3 separate regions of the Mus musculus genome follow, and all the other regions are linked to region 3. Evidence: chromatin contacts called from public ChIA-PET data. All regions are on one chromosome and are shown on one strand. Each heading gives the region's core, a stretch centred on a gene start, on an enhancer-like site or on the middle of the called end of the contact. The rest is flanking DNA. Distances are from core to core; before and after follow the strand shown.

Region 1 (4,231 bases), core at 957-3,456, 300 kb before region 3:
GTTTCAAAGTTTTTAAAAGATGAAAAGGAGGGGGGGGAGCCAGCATTGAAATAGCATGCACCAAAGCTCTGGGTTCAACCCCTAGCTCTGAACACACACACACACACACACACACACACACACACACACACACACACACAGAGGAAAAGAACGGGCAAAAAGCAGGTAATACATGTATAGGTGCAATCCCTATAGTCCTGAGGAGGCTGAAGCAGGGGAGAACAGCCTAGACAACACAGTAAGAAGATCCTGTTTCAACCAGCAGAAAGTAAATACATACATAACAGAGAGGGAATGTTATGGTTAAACCTGACTGAAACTGGGCTCAAACTCCTCCCCGGAGGAGACAGGGAGATAAAGGAGTGCTGACTTGGCACTCTCCCCAGAGCCAGGCAGGTCTCAGGGGAGGGGACTAGGAGCAGAGTCTCCCCGGGGAGACAGGCCCCAGACAGCTGGCAGCTCTGTGGCTTTTCCCGGCAAGCTTCGGAGCCTGGTGCTGGAGCTCAAAGGGCAAACACTCAGGTGGTTCCCTGTCTACTCTCAATTTAACAGACAATTTGGGGGCTGCTGTTCTTTCCTACCCCAGTAACCCAATAAAACATGGAGGATGGCTCAGGGGAAAAGGTGCCTGTCACCAAGCCCAGGGACCTGAACCACATCCCTGGGTCTCACATGGTAGAAGACTAGAACCACCTCCTGCAGACTAGGCTGTGTTCTGGCCGAACTCCACACGCACATGCGAGGTACAGGCACAGGCACACAGTAAGTGAATGAAAGATCATTTTTAATTTGGAGGGACAGTTGTACCCCTTTTTGCCGTGGAGAAAGCAGGGTCCCTTAAGAAAGCCACTCATTTGCCCAAGATCACCTTAGGAACCCGGTGGGGGAACATTTACAGTCTTGGTGGCTCCTCCTGGGTTTGGTTCTCCCTTCTCCAGGAATTGAGGGGTAGGAAGGGTGACCCAGGAAAGAAGGGGCCTCTGGCGAAAGGAGAGCAGGTGACATTTTCCTCCTTGAAGAGAAGCAGAGCATAGGATATAATTCTTTTTTCTTTCTTCTTTTTCCAAAGAAGTGCTTAGAGCAAGTGCCCTTTAGAACGTGGTCACCATTTGAACGGATTAACCTCAGACCCTGGTGATGCCAAATGAACAGAATGGCTGCTGACGGTGAGCCCACTTGGAAGAGGAGGCTGCAGGGTTCAGACGTCACTCCCTGACATTACCACATTCCCTGACAAGGCCAAATAAACAAGCAGAGGGCTTGGCGGAAGAGGCAAAGTACCTGGCGACGCTCCTGGCTGAAATCAATAGGTCACCCGGCAGCCCTGCACCTTCCCTGTGGCGGAGAACCAGGCTCCGGGTGCCAGCAAATGTGCCGGCGATTCAGGCACCAGGCTGGAGTGTGAGACTTACAACTAACAATGACAAACAGTGTGCGCACATGCAAGGAATACTGTGCCTGCACAGACACTCAACAGGGAGGGTGGAGATCAAGGCACTAACTAAGTACCCCTCAGGAATCAGTGTCCACTCCAGAAGCCACCAGCAACCACCACCTTCAAGTCCGAAGCTCCGCACCTCACCTGTGAGGGTGAGACTGCATCTGCCTCACTGAGCCAATGCCTGCACACTGCGCCAAATCCAGAAGGACCATGTTCCTCTCATGGCCGTGAGGCCCGTGCTAAATAACATAGCAAGTGACTCTGAGCTCTGCACAGCCACTGTCCACCAACAGCCATCTAGGAACTGGCATTGCACCGGGGTACCCGACCAGAACCTGAAATACAACTACTTACTCTCAAGGGAATCCAGAAGCCTACCATGGGTGAGCCACTAATTAACTGGAATCCCAACCAAGCTGACTTCAGCAAGCTAGGGGAAAAGAAATCCAACCTCTTGCTCTTAGAGGCCTCCTGGCCAGCAAACCCCCTGGGGTCAGTCCTCAGTGCATACTCAATGCAAGCCTAGACATTTAGGGAGTCCAGAGAGAGGGAATGTCTGTCTCCCACATGACCAGGCGCCTGTCACCTCTCTTCAGCCACGGTCTGCTCCCCTGCTCACTCCCCTGTGCCTACATCTGTCTTGGGGCCCTGCCCAGGGTGTTCAAGGCTGACTGCCAAACTTCCCCGGGGTGTGGCCTGGCCAGCCTCGTGGAGCAGATCCGGCCCACACTGGCGCTAGGACGCACTTGAGCACTGACTCACCAGAAACCTGGGGCCAGCAGTACCACTGAGCAAAGCCCCAGACCCTAGCCATCTGCTGACACGGCTGTGTCAGGGCCTAGGTCCTGAAGACAATGCTAAGTGGAGGAAGAAGACAAGGATGGTTCCAACCCTGCCCAGAGTAGAGGCACAGGCGCGCGCACACACACACACCTATGACCTAAGAGCACAGGTGCTCATGGCTACTTCATTAGAACGGTTGGTTACAACATCAACAGACAAGCACGGAATAGGAAACTTGACACACAAACCACAGTCTTTCAGAGGCTATGTTCAGGACCAGTCCAATAGCTTTGCTGATTCAGCTACCCAAGCTCCAGTAACTCGATGTGCAGTTCGAAATTTGTACTTCATTTAATCCTCCTAGATAATTCACAAGATATGTGCCCTGGCCATCCCCATTTCCCAGATAAGCAAACTGAGCCCCAGTGAGTTTGAGCAATTTTCCAGAACCACAGACACAGAAATGACAGCTCTCAGCTGGGAGTTCAGATGATCTGATTCCAAGAGGCCTGAACTCTCAGGACAGCCAAGATGGTCACTCACAAATGAGCAGAGGCCAGGCTGCCTAGGCGGGATGACTCCTGAGGTTTCTTGTTAAAGATCTTAACTCACAGCGAGGTCAAAGTGGCATGGGTGGTTGTGGCAGGAAAGGGGAAAGGGGCCCTGGGGCAGTGATCCAGGATGGGGCTTCCCCCAACAGCAGGGCCACCAGAGGAGAAGGCACATATCAGCCCCGGCAGCAAATGAGCTCACTGCTCGACTTTGTGACCTTCAGGAAAAAAAATAAGGCTGCTTTGTTATGCCTTGGTTACTACACCTGTGACATGGTAAAACACGCACGCGCACACACTCACACACAGTTTTTCAAGACAAGGTTTCTCTACATAGCCCTGGCTGTCCTGGCACTCACTCTGTAGGCCAGCTAGACTCAAACTCGGAAAGCCTCCTGCTCCTGCATCCTGAGTGCTGGGACTAAAGGTGTGTGCCACCACTTCCCGGCTGGGGAAATAGTTCAATGAATAAAGAGCTGTAGGGATCAAAATCTGGATTCCTAGAACCCATGTAAACACTAGCCAGACATGGCAGCCCACTTCTAAATCCAGCAATTAGAAGCAGAGCTAGAGGGTCCCACAGAGTAAGCTGGCTAGCTGGATTATCAGCCAGATCGCTCTAGGTTCAGTTGTGAGATTGACAAGAGGAATACAATTGAGAGCAATCAAGGCTCCCAACCTTGGTCTCCACAAAGACAGACACAAGCACACACACACACACACACACACACACACACACACACACACACACGGAGGGGGTGCCTTGATTTTTGCAGTCTCAAAACTCTTCTTCCTAAACAATCTGATTCCCCAGGCCTGAGAGAGAAGATAATGAGGAAATGCGTGTCAAGTACAGAGCTCAGCTATGCAATGAATGTCTCTCTCTCTCTCTCTCTTTCTCTCTCTCTCTCTCTCTCTCTCTCTCACACACACACACACACACACAGCCAACACCTATAAATAGGTATAAATTTGCTGGTCAATTAAAAATACACACACACACACAGCCAACACCTATAAATAGGTATAAATTTGCTGGTCAATTAAAAATAAAGAAAACAGGGATCTTTAAATCAGAAAGAAAAAAATTGTTTAATATATCATATGGAGCAATGAGTTGGGTAGTACAAGAATAAAATAAAGAGGCAGGGTGTGTGTGTGTGTGTGTGTGTGTGTGTGTGCGCGCGTGCGCGTGCATGTTGTCGCCTGTGCAGAGTAGGTACAGGGCACATGTGAAGGTTGGAGGACAGTGTGGGTGTTACTCTTCGCCTTCCACTGTGTTGTTTGCTGGTGCCCTACAAACACCAGGGTAGCTGGCCCACAAGCTTGAGGGAGTTTCCTGGTACCCCTGCCAGTTCACCAGAGAAGCACTGGTATGACCAAAGCGTGCACCATACCTACTGTCCTATCTATACTGTACTGTACTGAAGTGTGTTCCTGATATATGTGGGTTCTG
Region 2 (4,769 bases), core at 439-2,938, 340 kb after region 3:
CTTCTCCACCTCCTCCCGCAGATCTCGGATAATCCGAGCATTCGGATCCTCATTCACCACAGCATGGTTGACGATGTGCTTTGCTCGATCTGCGTACCTCAGGGTTGAGAGGGTTTCGTCATAGTTATCTGCAGCGGGGCTCACAGTGGCCACCATGGCAGTCTTGCTATTACCTCCCAGACTGTCCTACCAGGAAGAAAACAGTGAGGAGTCTTTTAAATTGGAAGAAGACATCACATAAGAAAGCTAAAATCTGAAAGAGTGAAACAGTCCAAGACCAAACACATTTAAGACAAAATAGGGGTTCACATGCAGACCCCCATGAGCCTCAACCCTGAACTGTCTCTTCTCTGCCAATTACTTTTTTTTTTGAAGGGGATTGGGGGTGGTAGCAGTGGCAGGGTTAGAGACAGGGTTTCTCTATGTAGTCCTGGCTGTCCAGGAACTCTCTCTATAGATCATGTTGGCCTCAATCTCAAAGATCTGCCAGCCTCTGCTTCCAGGGCACTGGAACTAACAGCACCTCTATGCTCAGCTCTACCTACTTTTCTTAACAAACAAAAGGAACCACAAACAACCACAAATCCTTTCTTTTTTTTTTCAAGAAAGAATAACAAAACCCAACAAATTAAAGTCTATTTTTTAAGTAAAAATTAATCCAGAGATAGTATATCCCATTTAATAAGCAATGTGATACCATTCTGAGCAGTTTTGCTCACAATGAAAAGACTCCAATGGCTAACCAACCTCAGAGGTACTGGACATGCACAGTGTCAGTTCCTTTGGGGAATTTGGTAGTGCTAGTGATGGGACCCAGGGCTTCTGCACTCAGCAAGTACTGTGCCACTGAGCCACACTCCCAGCCCCAAGGAGGCTTACCTACACTCTCCTCCACAGTGCTGCCTGTCCTCATGGTACAAACAAGTTCTTGGGAACCTTGTCTGGCTCTGAAACCTAAGGGAGGATTAGAGCCCTCTAATCTAATCTAATCCCACCAGAAGCTGAGTTCCAGAAGCTCCGTTTTCTTCCCTCTGCTAGCATTCTAGAAACTAACACATGCTCTACACAATGGCTCCCAAAGCTCATTCAAAGTACTAAAGAAGCTCTTCATCTGCAGGCCCAGTAACTGTTTCCAACAGTCAGGAAAGCGAATGTTAGTCAGGACATTAAAAATAATGAGCTATGTGACTCTGCAGAGCGCTTACAGGGCTCTAGGTTACATACATCTATCTCAGGCCTGAAAAGAAAAAGAGAAATTCTCTGTTGGTCCAGCATGGCCTTGGTGGGGACAAAATGACATAATTTGTACCCCTTTGACAGGACCAGCAGATGTGGGCCTCCAGGAGTGTCAATGGCTGCTGTAGGCTTAAGACTTAAAGCTTACTGTCTCCTAAGAATTAAGGGGCTGGGGTCACAGGATGGTGATTCATAGGATAATTAAAAGGAAACCTGGAGTAAATGACTGGGTTAATATGTAAAATAAAAGACTGGGCTTATGATCTACAGGAGACAAGCTAACAGAAATTTTTTAGAATAGCAAGAGAGAAGTGTTTGGAGAAATGTCTCCAGCAGAACAGCAAGAGCGAGAGCAAGAGCAAGAGCAAGAGCAAAAGAGAAAGAGAGAGCTGTCTGGAGATCTCCAGAGCAAGCAGATCAGACAGAGAGAGAGAAAGCAGATCAGAGGGGAAGAAAGCAGAACAGGAAGAAGCAAGCAGGCTGAGAAGCCACAGAGCACAGGCCGCCAGCTTCGACCCATGATTTGACTTGCAGCGGTTTGTTTTCACCTCTCCCAAACACCCCTCTCTCAGAACCCCTCTCCAAGCTGAGACTGGTCCTTAGCCACCCTCAAAAAATTTAAAATTACTAAATCAACTCCCACTCCACTGACCATGCAAAAGATGTTAAAGGTCACCCCATTTCAGCAGAGACTCTTAGGCATCACAGCCTGCTGAGTCCTAACTAGTGCTGGCTCTTCCCTTGGATGGTCAGCATTTATAGACTGGCCTCTAACTGGCAAAACAGCAAAGGTGACAGAGATGATGGCATGTCATTTCTGATATCGAATTAAAAGCAAATGATGCTCTCTGTTTAGCACTCCTTCTTGCTCTCAGGAGGAGCAAGGTGGCCCTACGAAGAGACCCATAGGAGTGAAAATGGAAGCAGGTCCTTGAAGTCTGCCTATCATCATGGAAGTGACAACACTCTCCCACCTGATTCAGGCCTCTAGATGATTACAGCCTTGGCTTATACGTAAACTACAGCTCATAGGGCCCTGGCTCCAAGCACTTAAAACTGCTTGTGGAGTAAGATGTTACAGGTCAGTAGTTCCATACCATGCAACACTTGGGAGCATTATAAAAAAAAACTAAGCTATATAAAAGAGTCAGGCCTGGGGTGATGGCTCAGTGGGGAAAGCACATGCCATATAAGCATTAGGATCAGAGCAGACTTCCAGCACTCGTGTAAAAGCCAAGTGGACAGCAGCCTACCTATAATCCCAGCGCATGGGACACAAAGGCAGGGCTCCCTGAAGAAAGACAGCTAGACACGCTAAATCAGTAAGTTCTGGGTTCAGGTGAGAGAGCCTGTCCCAGTGTATAAAGTGGAGAGCAATACAGGAAAAAAATCCAACACCAACTAAAGTGCATACACACCCATATACACATGTTTCCAATTACACACATGTACACACACACTACATACACATGCATAAAAAATATTCAGAGCTGAGAGAATGCTTAATCACAAAAGTGCTTGCTTTACAAATGCAGGAACTTGAATTCAGTGCTTCAAATACATGTAAAAAGCTAAACTTGATAGTAGTACCTACAATCCCATGGAGAAAGGTAGATCCCCAGAACTTGCGGGCAAGCCTGACCTACTAGATGAGCTCCATGTGAGAGACTGTCTCAAAAACAGTGAAGGGCCTACAGAGGTTGCTCAGCAGTTCAGAGTACTTACGGCTCTCACAGAGGACCTGAGTTCAGTCCTCAGTACCCAAAAGGTGCTTTACAACACCAGTGTCGGGGATTCTGATGCCCTTTGCCGGCTCCTACATGCTCATGGTGCATTTACACTCACACAGGCCAACATTATATACATACAAATAAAACTTCTAAAATTATGTTTTTAAAGGTGTACAGAGCCTGAGGAACAAAACCTAAGGTTGTCCTCTGGATTCCATATGCACACACTCATGTACATAGACCCACATACATGAACACGTAAAGATTCAATATCCCCTTTCAGAAATGCGACCACAATGAACAACAAAGTCTTAAAATTTAGAGATATTCACTACATAACAAGAAAGCTGACTTAGATTTGGCCAATGTTCACCTTTAGAAAACTCTTAATTTTAAAAATATAGTTTTTCCAATTTTAACACATATAAATTTTTTAGAGAATTTTGTAGTTTTATACATTTCTCTGCCTTTTGTGAATTCAACTATTAGAAGCCCCACTCTATTAGAGAGGAAAGCAGGGTTGTTCTAAAAAACAAAACACAAAAACAAGCAAACAAACCCATCAACAACATGCCTAAGAATCTAGACCTAGCAAACTGGGTACTACTCCACCCCAGGATTTTCCACCTTGACTTCAAACCCCCCTCCCTTCCCACACAGACACCCACAACAAGCACACCAGGCAACCACAACTTCAGGCCTAAAGGCTGAGTCAGATCACCTGACACCACTTCAAATTATTCTGTCCCGACATTAGAAACAAAATAATTCACAAGGTATCAATATCTCAATATGATCAAAAACAATATATATGTATGCTTACTCTTCCATTACTAAAAATTTTGTTTTTCAAAAAAAAAAAGAGAGAGATAATTATATTGAAGAAAATATGCTCTTAAGTATAGAAAGGCAAGAAATGTAACCAATCTGGACTTCGAGAAGTACAGCCAGGACTTCTTGATTCTCTTTTCACTCCTAGACACTAATTTCACATTGTCAGTGCTCCAGTTTGTCATGAGGAGCCCATGCACATTCAGACAGGATAGGAAAGTCTCAAGGACTGCGGTTCCACCTACCAGCGAGGCCACACATCCCCCTAAGGGTTACTGCACAGTCTACCCATGGGCACAGCAAACAAGAATGACAAACAGGACTTGTAACCATAACCACCAGGGGTGAAAGCAAGCTGCCACTGCATGCGTAGGCAGAGAAAAGGAAACTGGGCACACCCCATGCCTGATTTACCAAATGACCAATGTGAGCAACAATATGCTCACATTGCTTGAACAAAAAGGAAAATGTAACAAAAGAATGGGCAGGCATCCAAGAGAAAGTTTACAGTTTCTTGTTTACTCCTTAATTAAGCACATCAGACAAGCTTTGTTTCAAATGTGGCGATGCAAATTAAATGGACACTGGGAAGAAATTTCATTTTAGAAGTCAGAATTTTTCTTTTCAAGCTGAAAGAACTCTGAAATCATCTAATCGAATTACTTCATTGTGCTGCTAGGAAATTGAGACCCAGAAAAGCCGAGAGACTTACCAAATGAAGGTCAGCGTACTAATGCAGACCAGAGCTGGGATTGCTTGCTCTTCCCCTCTTGTGGGGTTTGCCATCTAACAGGAGAGGCAATGCTGTGTAAGAGCTAAACCCAGGGTCTAGAAGCACGAAGAGCAGAAGGAACCTAGGAGAGAAGACACTCCAGACTGGCAGGTAGAGGAGAGAGGAGCAGGAAGTGACAAGTAAGAATAAAACTCGAACGCACAACAGCCATCTTCACTCGCCTACAGCCTACAAAGCCA
Region 3 (4,250 bases), core at 572-3,071:
GTGCGTGGGAGGGAGGGAAGGGGGGAGGGGGGAGAGAGAGAGAGAGGGAGAGGGAGAGATCCATCCATCCATCCATCCTTTGGAACTAGAATTGCAGATGGTTATGAGCTGCCATGTGGGTGGTGAGAATTGAACCTGGTTACTTTGGGAGAATAGCCAGTGCTCTTAGCCACTGAGCTATCTCTTCAGCATCTCTTTGAGGAGTCTTTAAAGTTTGTCTAGATTTTATAGTTGTCATCTGTAGGGATTGATTTTGACAGCAGCCCTCCCAGAAGCAGAGCCCTCTAGATCAGTGGTTCTCAGCCTATGGGTTCTGGCCCCTTTGGCAAGCTTCTGTCTCTAAAAATACCTACATTATGATTTTTTTCTAACAGTAGCAAAATTACAGTTATGAAGTAGCAATGAAAGTAATTTTATGGTGGGGGGTGGGCACCGCAGCATCGAAATTGTATTAAAGGGTCACAGCATTAGGAAGGCTGAGAATCACTGCTCTAGATAATTTTCCTTTTTGACACACCAAAAATTTAGTCAACTTTATTTTAGACTGTAGAAAATCGTAGAATGGCCTTTTAAGAACACTCACCAGTCTCTCGGCATGTCCTGTGGTGTTTCAAGGCTTGAGCTGCAGTGGAAGGGACACTTCTGTTTCTTGGCAAGTCCAAGAAAACATTAGTGATTCCAGGCTGGCTTCCAGTGTCCTCTGCTGTCCTGACTGGTGCTGGAATTGAACATGGAGACTTCTGTTTGGGGAATAGTGTGCCTTGCCAACAGCCTGCCTTTAACTTTGTTTCCTACATGGCCTCTTAGTACAGAGAAGAGAGAGATGGGCAGGAACTGCCTCTGGGTCCTTCTTCCCTTGTCACTCCCTGGCTTTCTCCATGGCACATCCTGGAAGCCAAGAGGGCATTGCAAAAGCTCACCCCTCAGAGATGCAATATGTGTATTTTCTCAACCTCTTTGCACTCTATTCTTTAAAATATTACATGTAAACCCGACGGTGGCGAGTCAGTGGGGACAACTTTCACCGCTTCTCCAGAGTGTGTCTGGGTGGCTTGCCCGTTTCCCTTCTTTACCATTCAGGAATGAGCTTCACAGGAAGAATGAAAGCTGCCAGGACTCACGAGTGTAATCAGCAAGAATTGTAGATGTTTAAAGGGCCTATGATCGCTTATGAGTAAATAATATAAATATGTCATGTATAAAACTAGGATTGTAAAGTAACTGTGCAAAGTGTGAGGAAAGCTGGAAGAGGCCGTGCCAGTTTAAAGATGCAGTGGCTTTAGGCAGTGGCGCTGTGTGGAAGGCAGAGGCTTGCTGTTAGGGCTGGAACTTGCCATTTGTAATCCAGCTGGTCCCGAGTTCGGCAGACTGGGACAGGGGTGCCTGCCAAGCCCCGTTTGTGAGCTGTCTCAGCGGTGTCTCAGCGGTTTCTCAGCGGTGCTGAGCGCGGCGGTCTCTGTGTGCATCTTCTCCCTGGAGGCTGCCCTCTGCTTTGTGCTGTCTGAGTAATGTTTTCACAGGCTTCATCAGCACTGCTTTTAAAACTTCAAATAGACGTGCCTCATAAGTTAAGACAGGCACTTTTTCTGTGCATGTTAGCCTCATAGTTATGAATGAAAATGAGTTCATGGTGTTACTCTCAACTCCCACCCCCTTGATTGTTCTTGGCCCCTCCCCCTTGTTCACAGAGTAGGCGACTCCCTTCCCGCACCACCCCCCAAGCTCTTTGATGTTGGTGCTCATGTGTTAGAAACTCATAGATAGATGCGGCTTCCTAGGCCTCAAGCTCTTCATTCCTGAGCTCTGTGGTCTGCTTTAAGTCAGAGGAAGTAGCCGCTGTTTCCGTCTGGTGCCTGTGTGATGACAAGGCTGGCTACGGAAGTGTGCTATGCTCGAGGCATTGTTAGAGGCTGGAGGATGTTAGGCTGGGCTGAGCCAGTGTGAACTTAATGGTGTGAAGTGCTAGGTCTGGATTGCTGTCCTGGCCACTGCCCTGTGCTACGAAGAAGGATGTGACAGGAGTCTGGGCTTCTCTGAAGGATGGTGACAGAAGGCCAGCTGACCTGGGAATGTGCTGTGTGAAGCAAGCCAGTGTTCCTGTGAGTTCCTCCAACATGACTGATGTAGGCCAAGAGATGCTCTCCGCATTAGAAAGCAAGGCTAGGGGTCAGATGTTGTGGTACATACACTATACACTTGTATCGTATCTCAGCATCCAGAGGTAGAGCCAGGAGAACTGCAAGCCTATGTAGCCAGCCTGGGCTACATAGGTGAAGCAGGAAGACTGCATGTTAAAGGCCAGCCTGGGCTACACACTGAGTTCAGGGCCTGCCTGAACAGCGCAGCAAGAGGAAAAAATAAATCGGAGCAAATACTAAGGGGCCTCCTGACTTAGCCCTGTCATTCCTAAGCACTCCCCATTGCGTTGAATGTTTGGGATAGCAGAGCCCACTGCTTCCTGGTTCTGCTTACCTACTTACTCATCCGCGTGGTTATTTGATGTGCGTTGGACATCTTGGAGGCAGGCAGTATATGTACCATTCCTTCTGGTCGATGCCAGCCTCCTAATTGAAGCAGTAATTTGAAAGCTAGTCTTCTGAGTTACCAAAGTGTAACACAAAGTACGTCCGTATACCTTCCTGGCACAATGTAAAGAAACAGCCACTCCTGGGGGCTGGGGTGGAGGACAGTACTGTTGTAATTTGAAACAAAACCCCAACAAAAATGGGCATGTTTTTTAAGTTCCTTTCGGTTGACTCGTGTCTTTGACATTTGCCATGCTTTTCGCAAACTCCTAGAGACCAGTGCAGAGCTGTGTACAGTGCGTTTAGGAATGACTAAGTCTCTGTCAGGATTTTGTTGCTGAAACCCCGCAATGGTTGGCTGCTGAGTTGAGCACCTAGATTCCTCCTGCTCCCACCTCCCCTGTGCTGGGCTGAAGGTTGAAGCCTCCGCATTTGGCTTCCGAATCAGAGCTCTTCCCCCATCTTCCCTCTTAGGCTTCTTGACAGTCATCTCAGGGATGGACTTCAGTGAACTTATGCACAAACTTGCTTGTGAATCCAGTCCAGAGCTTGTCTGCTATTTGATTCCTGGCTTTCTGGTCTAGCCTAGTCAGGTCTTTTAAAGAATAAGGAGGGAGCCAGCTGTGCTGGCATATACCTTTTAATCCCAGCAGCTGGAGGGTGAGGCAGGAGGATCTCTGTGAGTAGAGGCCAGCCTGGTCTACATAGTGAGCTCCAGAACAGCCAGGATAATGTAGAGAACTGTCTCAAGTGGTGGCGTGGGGGAGAACAAGGAGGCCCGTAATTTGGCGCCTGTGAAATGCAGTTTATTTAGCTTTCAGCCGAGGAACCACCAGGTTCACACTGTCAATGAAAATCGGGTGAAATTTGCACAGCTTTTCTGATAGGCTCCACAGCCATGCTGCTTTCTTTGTACTGGTACAGAGCCATCTGCTGGGGCTCTTGGGAAGTGCGGCTTTGGTTGGTGGCTTGGAGATCCAGGGAATGTCCTCGCAGTTTGCAGCTTGGCTGAGTCTCTCAGGCTCTGTTGATAATCTTGCTGGAAATGAATTCACAGAACTGGTAATCTTAAAGAGAAGCCTGGGAAATTGAATTTCTCTATATAACTGCTGGGGCGAGGAGGGGCTGTGTTTGCAGAACTGCCTGAATACAGTGCTATGGGTGAACACAAGGGATGCTGGGAGAATGAATGAAAGACGGGCCATTTGAGTGAGCCGTCACCCTGTCCCATCATGTCTCAGGTGGCCACACAATCTTACCTGATAACTTCTCTGAAACTGGGCGCATTTAAAGGGGTAGGATTTTTACCATCACTAAACTTGCCTTTGGGGCTTGCTACTTATGGCCATCTTCTCACTCACTGGGGAGCAAAAGCTGCTGAAAATAAGGGCTTGGTGGCTCCCTTCCTAGCTGTGTGTGTGTCCATCTGTCCGTCCATCCATCCCTGTTGATGTTGCTGAGGACACAATCCAGGACCTTACACTCTAAGTGAGCCTTCTACCACCTAGCAGTACCTTGTGTGCTCTGTTCTCTCCCTCTAGTACTCTCTCCTTTGCTTTCCTTTAACCTAGTTTGACATTCTCTGCCTGGTAAATGGCCAGTCTTTTTCCTGACCAGAACTTGGCCTCTGTTTTGTTACCACTGAATCTGGGCTTCGGAGACCTTGGCTACAAACCCAGGCTTTTTTGTTTTGTTTTGCTTCTTTCTTTCTTTGCGCTTGCGCCT

Evidence for each region. ChIA-PET counts read pairs in DNA pulled down with a chosen protein or histone mark.
Region 1: a contact with region 3 is called in an RNA polymerase II ChIA-PET map of memory CD8 T cells, with 9 read pairs. The contact joins two enhancer-like sites. A contact is called at or near these places in 12 of 484 Hi-C or Micro-C datasets (the G1E-ER4 cell line, Sertoli cells, adipose-derived mesenchymal stem cells and 8 more) and 1 of 115 datasets of contacts at active chromatin or transcription factors (memory CD8 T cells).
Region 2: a contact with region 3 is called in an RNA polymerase II ChIA-PET map of memory CD8 T cells, with 62 read pairs. The contact joins two enhancer-like sites. A contact is called at or near these places in 1 of 115 datasets of contacts at active chromatin or transcription factors (memory CD8 T cells) and 1 of 9 other capture datasets (embryonic stem cells).

Annotation. Positions count from the first base shown.
Region 1 is chr14:65,372,901-65,377,131 of GRCm38.p6, reverse strand. All of the region lies in intron 1 of Zfp395 (zinc finger protein 395), which reads right to left. Among named protein-coding and RNA genes, the nearest start is that of Zfp395, 16 kb to the right of the region's middle. Within about 2 kb of position 2,206, at least 283 of the 459 cell types and tissues checked have an H3K27ac peak or open chromatin away from gene starts, as enhancers often do. A contact at or near this core is called in embryonic fibroblasts and memory CD8 T cells, where this site is marked.
Region 2 is chr14:64,731,565-64,736,333 of GRCm38.p6, reverse strand. Kif13b (kinesin family member 13B) reads right to left here. Exons shown (of 40, transcript NM_001081177.2): 11 at 1-186. Among named protein-coding and RNA genes, the nearest start is that of Gm26225, 20 kb to the left of the region's middle. Within about 2 kb of position 1,688, at least 29 of the 459 cell types and tissues checked have an H3K27ac peak or open chromatin away from gene starts, as enhancers often do. A contact at or near this core is called in memory CD8 T cells, where this site is marked.
Region 3 is chr14:65,068,667-65,072,916 of GRCm38.p6, reverse strand. The region is part of intron 3 of Extl3 (exostosin-like glycosyltransferase 3); the gene reads left to right. Among named protein-coding and RNA genes, the nearest start is that of Gm52118, 24 kb to the right of the region's middle. Within about 2 kb of position 1,821, at least 134 of the 459 cell types and tissues checked have an H3K27ac peak or open chromatin away from gene starts, as enhancers often do. A contact at or near this core is called in embryonic fibroblasts and memory CD8 T cells, where this site is marked.